Regions from separate parts of the Xenopus laevis genome. Here region 2 is linked to region 1. A link is a contact called in public Hi-C data. All regions are on one chromosome and are shown on one strand. The core of a region is the stretch at or near the end of the contact, and the rest is flanking DNA. Distances in the headings are between cores, read along the strand shown.

Region 1 (4,992 bases), core at 2,160-4,659:
CGGGCAATAGCCTCTTACATGCCCAATCAATGCATCCTCATAGATGCATTGAGGGTATTCCCAAGGGACAATACATAAGATTGAGGCGAATATGCTCTACAGATGAGGATTTTAAACGAGAGGCCTACTCCCTTTACCAGAGATTTAAACTACGGGGCTATAAAACACGATGTCTCCGTAGGGCATACCAACATGCTCTATCCCTTAACAGGGAAGAACTACTTTACAAATGTCGGAATTCTAACACCCAGACTTCCTCCCCTGAGACACAGGAAGCCACACGACTGGTACTGACTTTTAATACCAATGATAAGGAAATTCGTTCCTCAATATACAAACATTGGAACATATTATCAAAGGACCCCATTGTGGGTAAACTGGTGTCCCCTCGTCCCCTGTTTAGTTATAGGAGGAATGTTAGTATTGGTGACTCACTTACTCATAGTCACTTCCAACCTCAATCGAGAACGACATGTTGTAAAACATTGGGCAGCTACAAGTGTGGCACATGTGAACAGTGCCAATATATTAGAGTGTCTACAAGTTTTGGAAATGGAAAAGTCAATTATGACATGTACCATTATACGTGTTGCACGACCACACATGTGATTTATCTATTTACCTGTCATTGTGGTAGCAAATATGTTGGCAAGACGAAAAGGCCCTTCAGGAGACGCATATATGAGCACATGCGCGATATTAGAAATTGTAATCTGCTATCAGCAATCGCCAAACACATTTCTTGCATGCACAATGGACACCATGCAGGTTCCTATTTTCAGGGCATTGACCGCCTACATGGGGACATTAGGGGGGGCGACTTGGACAATAAATTATTACAGTTGGAAACAACATGGATCTTCAGACTTCATACTTACAAATCTGAATTTGGTTTGAATGGCCATCTTAACTTTCAAGCTTTTGTAAATAAATGATAGGACAGGATGCTGAATGACCTTTAGTATGATATATATATTTGGCTGCCCATTTGGGCCTTTCTGATGATCTTATACCATACTTTTTGTCTAGAACTGTACTGATTCTGTATACATATCAACTTTCCTTCTCTTCTTTTTCTTTCCTTTTTCCTTCTGATTTTTCCAATATATTTATTTTTGGGAATTTAATATTTATATTTATATATACATACTTACAATCGAGAATTTTTGATCATATGTCCAGGACCTATTGGATATTCATCTATTGTGTATCTTATTACCATGCCTTAGGGGTATACAAACCTAGCGAGTAGCTATGTGAATAGTGCCACAATAAAGCTCACCTTTATATGTTTATTTTTCTTTCTTTTTTATTTTCATTCATTTTTTGTTTAATATAGGATGCATTGATTGTGTATTACTGTTTATTTTGGTTTAAAGGATATCCTCAGATTGTATATTACGCCAACGATGTTACTACATCGATACTAGTGACATTTGAAAGCTTTATGCAACAATGTTGTGGCAATTATGACCATTGGAGTCATGTGACTTTACCCTCAAAAGGATGTCATTTCCGGTTTGTCGGTCTCTTGACAAAGCCGCAGGTAGCGGCGAAACAGCTGTCGAGGCACAGCGCTGCGAGGGGATTTGCGGTTTCCTGTTTTCCGTCTTGAGGATGATGCGCATCAGAAGCTCAAGTGACTGCGGGAGTCGGATGTGAGTATGGAGCGATGAGCAGCCGGTGTGAGAGGTGATCCATCACGGTCAGTAATTTCTCTATCTTGAACAGTGGCGTGCTGCGGAGTGGTGGGATAAATACCATCATATAGCGATTGCCATACCACCAGAGTACCGGGATCTGAATGTCCATTGGATATGTATAGAGGATATTCCCTCTTCTAGTGCCTACATTTATACCATTTAAGACTGCATCATTCTGGGCACTAAAGAATTAACCCCACACCGGCTTCGCCCTCACATGCCGTTTTAAATCAGATATCCCACAACTGATTCCAACAAGTACTTTTTCTACCATCAAATTGAGCACTTTAATGGTTACCTATACTACAGCCGCGAAGACTGTCGCTCTCCTCATCCTATGAACACTCAATTACGGATTTATCCAGTTGGTTGCAATCCACATACATTGGAGGTCTTGATCTATAGCGTGCACGCAGTTTCTTACATTGTGCTGTATTGTATAACATATGCAAAATAGGATAAATGGGATCCCCACCCCCTAAGCAGCGCTGCTTATTTTAAATGATTTTAGATATTTGGCATGGTGACAATAAATATTGCTTTTTAATATAATCTGTATGGTCCTGGATATCTTGTATTGTGTATTTGCATATAGAGGTTAAGTCCCATATGGTTGTGGGGAAATACGGAAGTTTCCCTATCGTTTATTCAGCAAGCAAAGTTGCGCTAGCGTTGGCTTATTTGCATATGGTGGGAAGTTAAATTTCCAATGGACGTATATGTTGCAGCAAATACATTACACTACACAAGCCCAGGGAACCTTAATAAAATAAATAGAATTGTTATATTGCCCTATACATGAGCCCAGTGTATAGTTTATGTGCCATATGTTAGGAAATGTAGGGGGGAAGCCGGGTACCCTAAAAAAATGTACGATCTTTTGCAGCCTATTACCCTGAAAAACTGAAAAGTCGCCAGCGTTTTTGGGACTTTGAAATTTTTCAACTATTTTTTTTGAGGAAGTCCTATGTACTCTATTGTACTTCGCCTGGTCTGAGGTGGCGAAGGCAAGTCTGGCGCAAGAGGTAATGTTCAGTAAAATCCGCATCTTAGTGAATTTGCATAGTTACGTCCATTCGCCAAAGCGAAAATTCATCTGGGGTTAAGAGTGCAAAGTACCGCTAGAGTCTATCTCCTTCGCTAGCGAATTTACGCCTGTGCCCGTTAGTAAATTCGGTGATTAAATGACGTCACACTGGCGAATTTTCACTAACATTAGTCGAATTTTCACTAACAGTCACTTCGCCCTTTAGTGAATTTCCCACTAATAGTCAAATGCTCTGTAAGGCTTCAGGCCCTCTCTTATTCATATTTCGGATTCTAAATCAAATCAGTGCATGGTTGCCAGGGTCATTTAGACCCTAGCAACGAAATTGCTGCAATTGTGCCAGGAGGAGTTGTAGCGAGAAGCGAAAGCAATTACAGGGTAACTTGGGACTCGGACCTGGGTATTGCTCCCAGTCCCAACCACCACAAATAAAATTAAATGATTTTTATTGTCTGTTTTGATCCAAAACAAGAAAACTAGTTGTGAGCGAATGGCCGCGGCCCGCTGTATCCAGCGCGTTCCAGTAGCAGTTCAAGCTGCATCACCATAAGCGCCTCGATCTGCGTAATATGCGTGCGCCGACCTGTAGCGTCTCTGTTCTTATACACTGCGAGGTGGTGACGTCTCAGTCTCATCTCGCGAGACTTGTGAGGAAATTGAGAGAGCGCGCCGGCGGGAGCTGAGGAGGTGGAAATTTAAACAGGGATCCGAAGTGCGGGCTGTGTTATGTAGGTGTCAGGTAAATGGCGGCGAGATGTCATTAATATAATGGGTTGTACAGAGACGTGTGCGGGAGGCCCCGGCTTGCGGCAGCTGCTAATAGTAATGTCCGCACTACTGCATTGTAGTACTGAGCACTCAATGTCTCTGCCTCTCCTCACTGTCAGTGGGGCTCAATGCTGCTCAATGCTGCTCAATGCTGCTCAATGCTGCTCAATGCTGCTCAATGCTGCTCAATGCTGCTCAATGCTGCTCAATGCTGCTCAATGCTGCTCAATGCTGCTCAATGCTGCCTGACCCATAACTGATTGTGCCCAGGAATTCATCTGCCAGGCTCAAAATACAGGTGTGGCCTATGTAAAGGGCCGGTTTACCTTTAAGTCAACTTGTAGTATGTTATAGAATGGCTTTTTAATTATTTCCCTGCTTTTACTGCCACTTTCCAGCTCTGAAATGGGGGTCACTGACCCCATCTTAAAAACAAACTTTCTGTAAGGCAACATTTATTGTTATTGCTACTTTTTATTGCTCAACTTTCTATTCAGGCCTCTCCTGTTCATATTCCTGTCTCTTATTCAAATCCAGGCATGGTTGCTAGGGTACTTTGCACCCTAGCAACCAGATTGCTGACATTTCAAACTGGAGAGCTGCTAAAAAGCCTTAAATTGGCCCTTTGCACCCTAGCAACCAGATTGCTGACATTTCAAACTGGAGAGCTGCTAAAAAGCCTTAAATTGGCCCTCTGTGTACTTGGTATGTCAGGGCCTATTCTGACTCCCAGTCCTGACCTGATTATGCACTTTTTGGGGTGCATTGTTGTTTGCTTCCACCATCACAGGTGGCTTCATTGAAAGCTGTAGTGACGTGCCAGCAAACTACCTGACCAGTTGCATGTGCTCAGGGTGTGACAAAGAACTCCATGAAGATGGCAGGACATCAGCAAGGGATGAAACCCACACGGTGTTACTGCTGAAATTATTGGGGTGGGTCGCTGCTCACCCTTCACTTTTAGTAATCATAAAATGGCTAATTCTCAGCGACTTTTCCAGGCCCGGACTGGCAATCTGTGGGTTCTGGCAAATGCCAGAGGGGTTGCTATAAGGTGCCATAGACACTAGGGATGCACAGAATTCGGTCCAGGATTCGGCCTTTTTCATATTATTTTTGCATATGCAAATTAGGATTCAGTTCGGTATTCGGCTGAATCTTTCACGAAGGCGGTTCGGCCGAATCCAAAATAGTGGATTCGTTGCATCCCTAATAGACACTCACTGTTTAATGGACTGGTGGTGGCTGTTTGGGCCTCTGTGTACCTGAAATGCCAGGGCCTGTTTTGATTCTCAGTCCAGACCTGGACTTTTCAATTGGACTTAAGTTTTTCTTTTTTTTTATATAGTTTTTTAATTATTAGCCTTTTTCTTCTGACTCTTTCCAGGTTTCGATCAGTGGTCAATAACTCCATCTAAAAAATAAATGCTCTGTAAGGCTACACATTTATTGTTATTGCTTACTCTTCTTTTT
Region 2 (4,569 bases), core at 1,894-4,393, 79 kb after region 1:
CCATTCCAGCACTGGATACACAGTAGATAACATATAAGTTCTGAAGAATCCCATTGTATATTACAGAGCTTATCTGTTATCTGCTGTGTGTCCTTTGTCAGCTATGAATAGCTGCCCCCATGGCTACAGAGAGCAGCTTGTTTATATAAATTATTGTAGAGTTTCTGAAGCAAACACACCAGTTTTACCAGTGCAGCACCACGACGTACATTATATTTTTATAACTTGAAAACACTTTCATTTTTTGGTGTGACTGCTCTTTTAAGTCTATAATACACATAGATATCCTGCAAATTATATGTTTATGAACAGTGCTTAGTAAGATCTTAGTCTTTGCCCTCCAGCCTTTATATGAACTCCTTGGTGAGTGCTAAAATTTTTCTAAGGGAGTGGTTCACCTTTACATTATCTTTTAGTATGTTATAGAATGGTCATTTCTAAGCAACTTTGCAATTGGTCTTCGTTATTTTATTTTTAGAGTTTTTGAATTATTTGCCTTCTTTTGACTCTTTCCAGCTTTCAAATGGGAGGACACTTGCCCCATCAAAAACAAAGGCTACACATGTATTGTTATTGCTACTTTATATTACTTATCTTTCTATTCAGGCCTCTCCTATTCATATTCCAGTCTCTTATTCAAATCAATGCATGGTTGCTAGGATAATTTGGACCCTAGCAACCAGATTGCTGAAATTGCAAACTGGAGAGCTGTTGAATAAAAAGCTAAATAACTCGAAAACCACAAATAATAAAAAGTGAAACCCAATTGCAAATTGCAAGGTGAACAACCACTATAATATTTTACAATAAGGGTACATAATTCTCTATATAATATAACTCAACATTGTAGCACAAAGGACAGACACAGCAACAGCCATAAATATAATTTAGCTAATGGAAAAACAGCAATAACAAGTTTCTCTCACCTATCCCAAAATGTTTTCAAGGATGTTGCTCCATCTAGTGTTCATTCTTTGCAACATCACCCCCCAAATACGAGGTTGTGAATAATGTGACTGACAGAATTGGGTGCAAAGCCTGGTTCTTGTTCTAGAATGTGTAGTATCTATAAACAAGTTACTCTAAAGGAATATAAAGTAAATACTCCCATCACCAACGTGCTCAGCGGCAATGCTCACTGCATAGTAAAGGCCCTAAAAGCTTTTGTGCTTTTCTCCTATACTCTAGTGTTTGTTGAACTTCAGCTCAGCGGCTCGAAGACTCCAAGGTTTTTGGTGGAATTCTGTGAGTTATAGTTTGACAGCTTCAGGAGGGGTACAGGTTACATATCATTGACATAAAACAACAGTACAATTACATGAAGAGATGCAGAAACCCTGAGCCATCGGAAATCACAGGGCCCGTACAACAAAATATGTAGGGCCCCTGCCCCTAGGACCCCCCAAAAAAACCCAATGGCAGACACCCCAGGGGCCCTACACCAATGAGGCGAGTTAAAAAACTTGCCTCAGACGGAAGCAGCGAGCAGGTTACCAGGGACGGCTCCTGGTACCTTTAAGAGACACATTTGGCTTTCATAGTGCGAGAGAGCGTAATTGTTCTCTCTGCACTAGTGTTGCGGCCCCGTGCATCGAGGGGGGGCATTGAAGAACCTGATTTAAGTGGCTCTTGCCTCAGAAACACTGCTGACCCCCCCCCCCCCAAAACTACTTTAAAAAGAAACATTGGCGGGCCAGGGCCCCCTCTACAAGTTAGTCAGTGCCCCCCATTAAAGTTTAAGAAAAAATCCCATTGGTGGCCAGCACCCCCACAAGTTAAAAAAAAAAAAAAAATTATGGTCAGAGCCCCATTAAAAAAAAAACATTGGTGTTCAGGGCCCCCTGTTAAAAAAAAATAAAAACAAAAACACACACACATACATTGGTATCCAGGGGTTTAAAAAAAGACCATTGGTGTTCAGTGGAACTTACCTTTAAAGCTTGGCAGGTGGTCTTCTTCTTCTTGACAACAGCCGCCCCTTAGGTCACCATGTTGGTGGCTGCTTTGGCTCCTTTCCTGGGCCCCCTTAAAACTAGAAATCCACCAGGCCCAGGACAACTGTCCTCCTCTGATGACGGCCCTGCAGGACCCCCCCAAAATAGAACAGTTGTCGTCCTGTCCCCATGCTCATTCGTCTATTTGTTACAAGCATATTTCTGTGAAATATTTCTTTTTATTAAGAGATTGCTAGATCCCACAGTGCCTTGCTGACGTATTCAGACCACTGATGAATTCCACCAATTTGCTGCTAAATCCTACACCCGAAATTGTGGTTTTCTGTATTTTTATTTCTACTCATTGAAACTAAAAAATAAGAAACTTTCTAAATACAATCTATTAAAAAAATCTGTATTGTTTCTGAAATAATCAAGTTCATTTTCATTATTTCTCTCTCAGCATCTGTTTCTCTTCATTCACTCTTTGTGCAGCAATTGGGTGTCAGATATTCATTGACAGTTAGATCCAATATATCTTATAGGAGGGCTCCTTTTGCCTAGAATATGTATAAGAGCTCACTCTATTAAAATCACCTGTCTCTCTACATGCAGAATTTGTGCAAAATGCAGTTATTTTGTTTGGCTCTAACTGCCAATGAATTTCAGACACCCAACTGCTGCATGAAGACAGAATGAAGAGAAACAGATGCTGTGAGAGGGATAGTGAAGATAAACTTGATGCAGAATATTTAATTGATTGTATTTACAAAGTTTTCTATGCTGAAGCTTATATTAAGTTTTCATTTTTGCAATAGTTCCCTTGAAATATGCTGTACTGTATAAGTAGTCAGGAATAGATGAAGAGGCAGATTTCTTGCGCAAGGCACTGTATAGGGAAGAGAAAAGCCTGTGCCACCATGCAAGTGCTGTGCAGGGAGTAGAACAATGTTCTTGTAGGTCTGGTGAGTTAAACCCGTAAGTGCACATTCTAGGTTTTGAGTTTGTTAACTAAAGCAGCTTGTCGCAAACCCTCTACAGCAGCCCTGTGCAACTCTTTCTATGTAGGGCCCAATAAGCAGTCCATCGAGCCCACAGATAGGGGGCCATAAAAAGACATTGAAGGGTCACATCTGACACACAGGCCTTTAGTTGGACAGCCCTGCTGTACAGAGAGAGCTCTACCAAGAACACCCAACTGTGCCATTCATTCTCTGCCTGAGGTGCTTAATTCAGATTGCTCCTTCTGTCTGTGGAATTCCAGCTGATGGGACACTGTGTACAGACTGCAATCCCTTGTGCTCCTTCTAATGGCGTGATTTCTAATGGTGGCCCTGCGCATAATACAGGATATCCAGCAATTCTACTGTACATGCACTGGTCTTGGAGCCAGGTCTGGACTGGGATTCAGAATAGTCACTGGCATTTCAAGTACACATTTAATAGTGAGGGACTATGGCAATTTACAGCAGCTCCTCTGGCATTTCCCAGAACCCACAGATTACCACAGTGCCGGGCCAAGAAGGCCGGCTGCCCTAGGCAACCCAGCGCCTACTCCGCCCCCCCACCGTTTGCGCATGCGCCGAGGACGCAACGCGCAATTGCGCATACGCCGGGGAGGTGCAAGTGCGCATGCGCCAAGGAAGCGCGTGCGCATGCGTCAGGGGTGCACAAGTGCGCATGCGCAGGGGAGCGGAAAACTGCTACTACTGCTTCTGGAACTAGGGGAAGGCATCGGAAGAGGTAAGTGCCTGGCGCCCTTCTACCTTTGCGCCCTAGGCATGTCCCTCTTCTGCCTACCCCTAGTTCTGGCCCTGGATTACCAGTCCGGGCCTGCTTGGAGAATTGCAAGGTAGAGTCCTGCACAGGTCGGTTTTTGTAGACCCACACCCAACCCATGTACCTGCACTAGCTGTGATATCTTCCCTTACCCCAACCTGCTCTCCCAAACCCGCCTCTCACCCTGCTGAAGGTCTCTGCAAACCAGAAGTGCCCACAAAATTTCAGGGCAGGCTGGCTCAGGAACCAGAAGTGATATCACACATTAGGAAGATCGCTGAGGAGCTTGAGTCTTTTTTGTTTTTAAGTTTTACAGCTGACTGCAACCTCCTCGGTTCCCTCCATTGTACACCTGTGGGCCACCCGCACAGTGAGAACATCTGGGCTTTTCCACCCATATTCTGGGAGATTTGCAGGTATTTTGCGTGTACCCAACACACTGCAGAACTCTATTGCAAGTAGGGATGCACCGAATCCAGGATTCGGCCTTTTTCAGCAGCATATGCAAATTAGGGGCAGAGAGGTAAATCGCATGAGTTTTTGTCACAAAACAAGGACGTAAAACATGTTTCCCCTTCCCACCCATAATTTGCATATGCAAATTAGGATTCCGTTAGGTATTCTGTATCTAAAAAATTGATTCGGTACATCCCTAATTGCAAGGAACTCCTGGAAGACCGATCAAAGTTAGCGAAATGACTCTCACATAGAAGAAACCACAGTCCAGTGTGTTTTTCAGAGAAGAGAAGCACCAGGTTTATATTATATTTTCAATTATTTTATTTGTATAGTGTTCCTTGCCTTTACAAATTATAGACAGGCTACTAATCTGCCATTATCATTGTACCCTTGTTGC

Evidence for each region. A called contact is a pair of places that touch in the nucleus more often than the background predicts.
Region 2: a Hi-C map of the XL177 cell line shows a contact between it and region 1, with 4 times the contacts expected there. The contact joins the enhancer-like site here to the promoter of pold2.L in region 1. A contact is called at or near these places in 2 of 4 Hi-C or Micro-C datasets (the XL177 cell line and the XTC cell line).

The regions. Positions count from the first base shown.
Region 1 is chr3L:134,587,454-134,592,445 of Xenopus_laevis_v10.1, forward strand. pold2.L (polymerase (DNA directed), delta 2, accessory subunit L homeolog) reads left to right here and starts at 3,410. Exons shown (of 11, transcript NM_001086632.1): 1 at 3,410-3,490.
Region 2 is chr3L:134,666,323-134,670,891 of Xenopus_laevis_v10.1, forward strand. No RefSeq gene overlaps it. Among protein-coding and RNA genes, the nearest start is that of dbnl.L, 24 kb to the right of the region's middle. Within about 2 kb of position 3,144, at least 1 of the 7 cell types and tissues checked has an H3K27ac peak or open chromatin away from gene starts, as enhancers often do.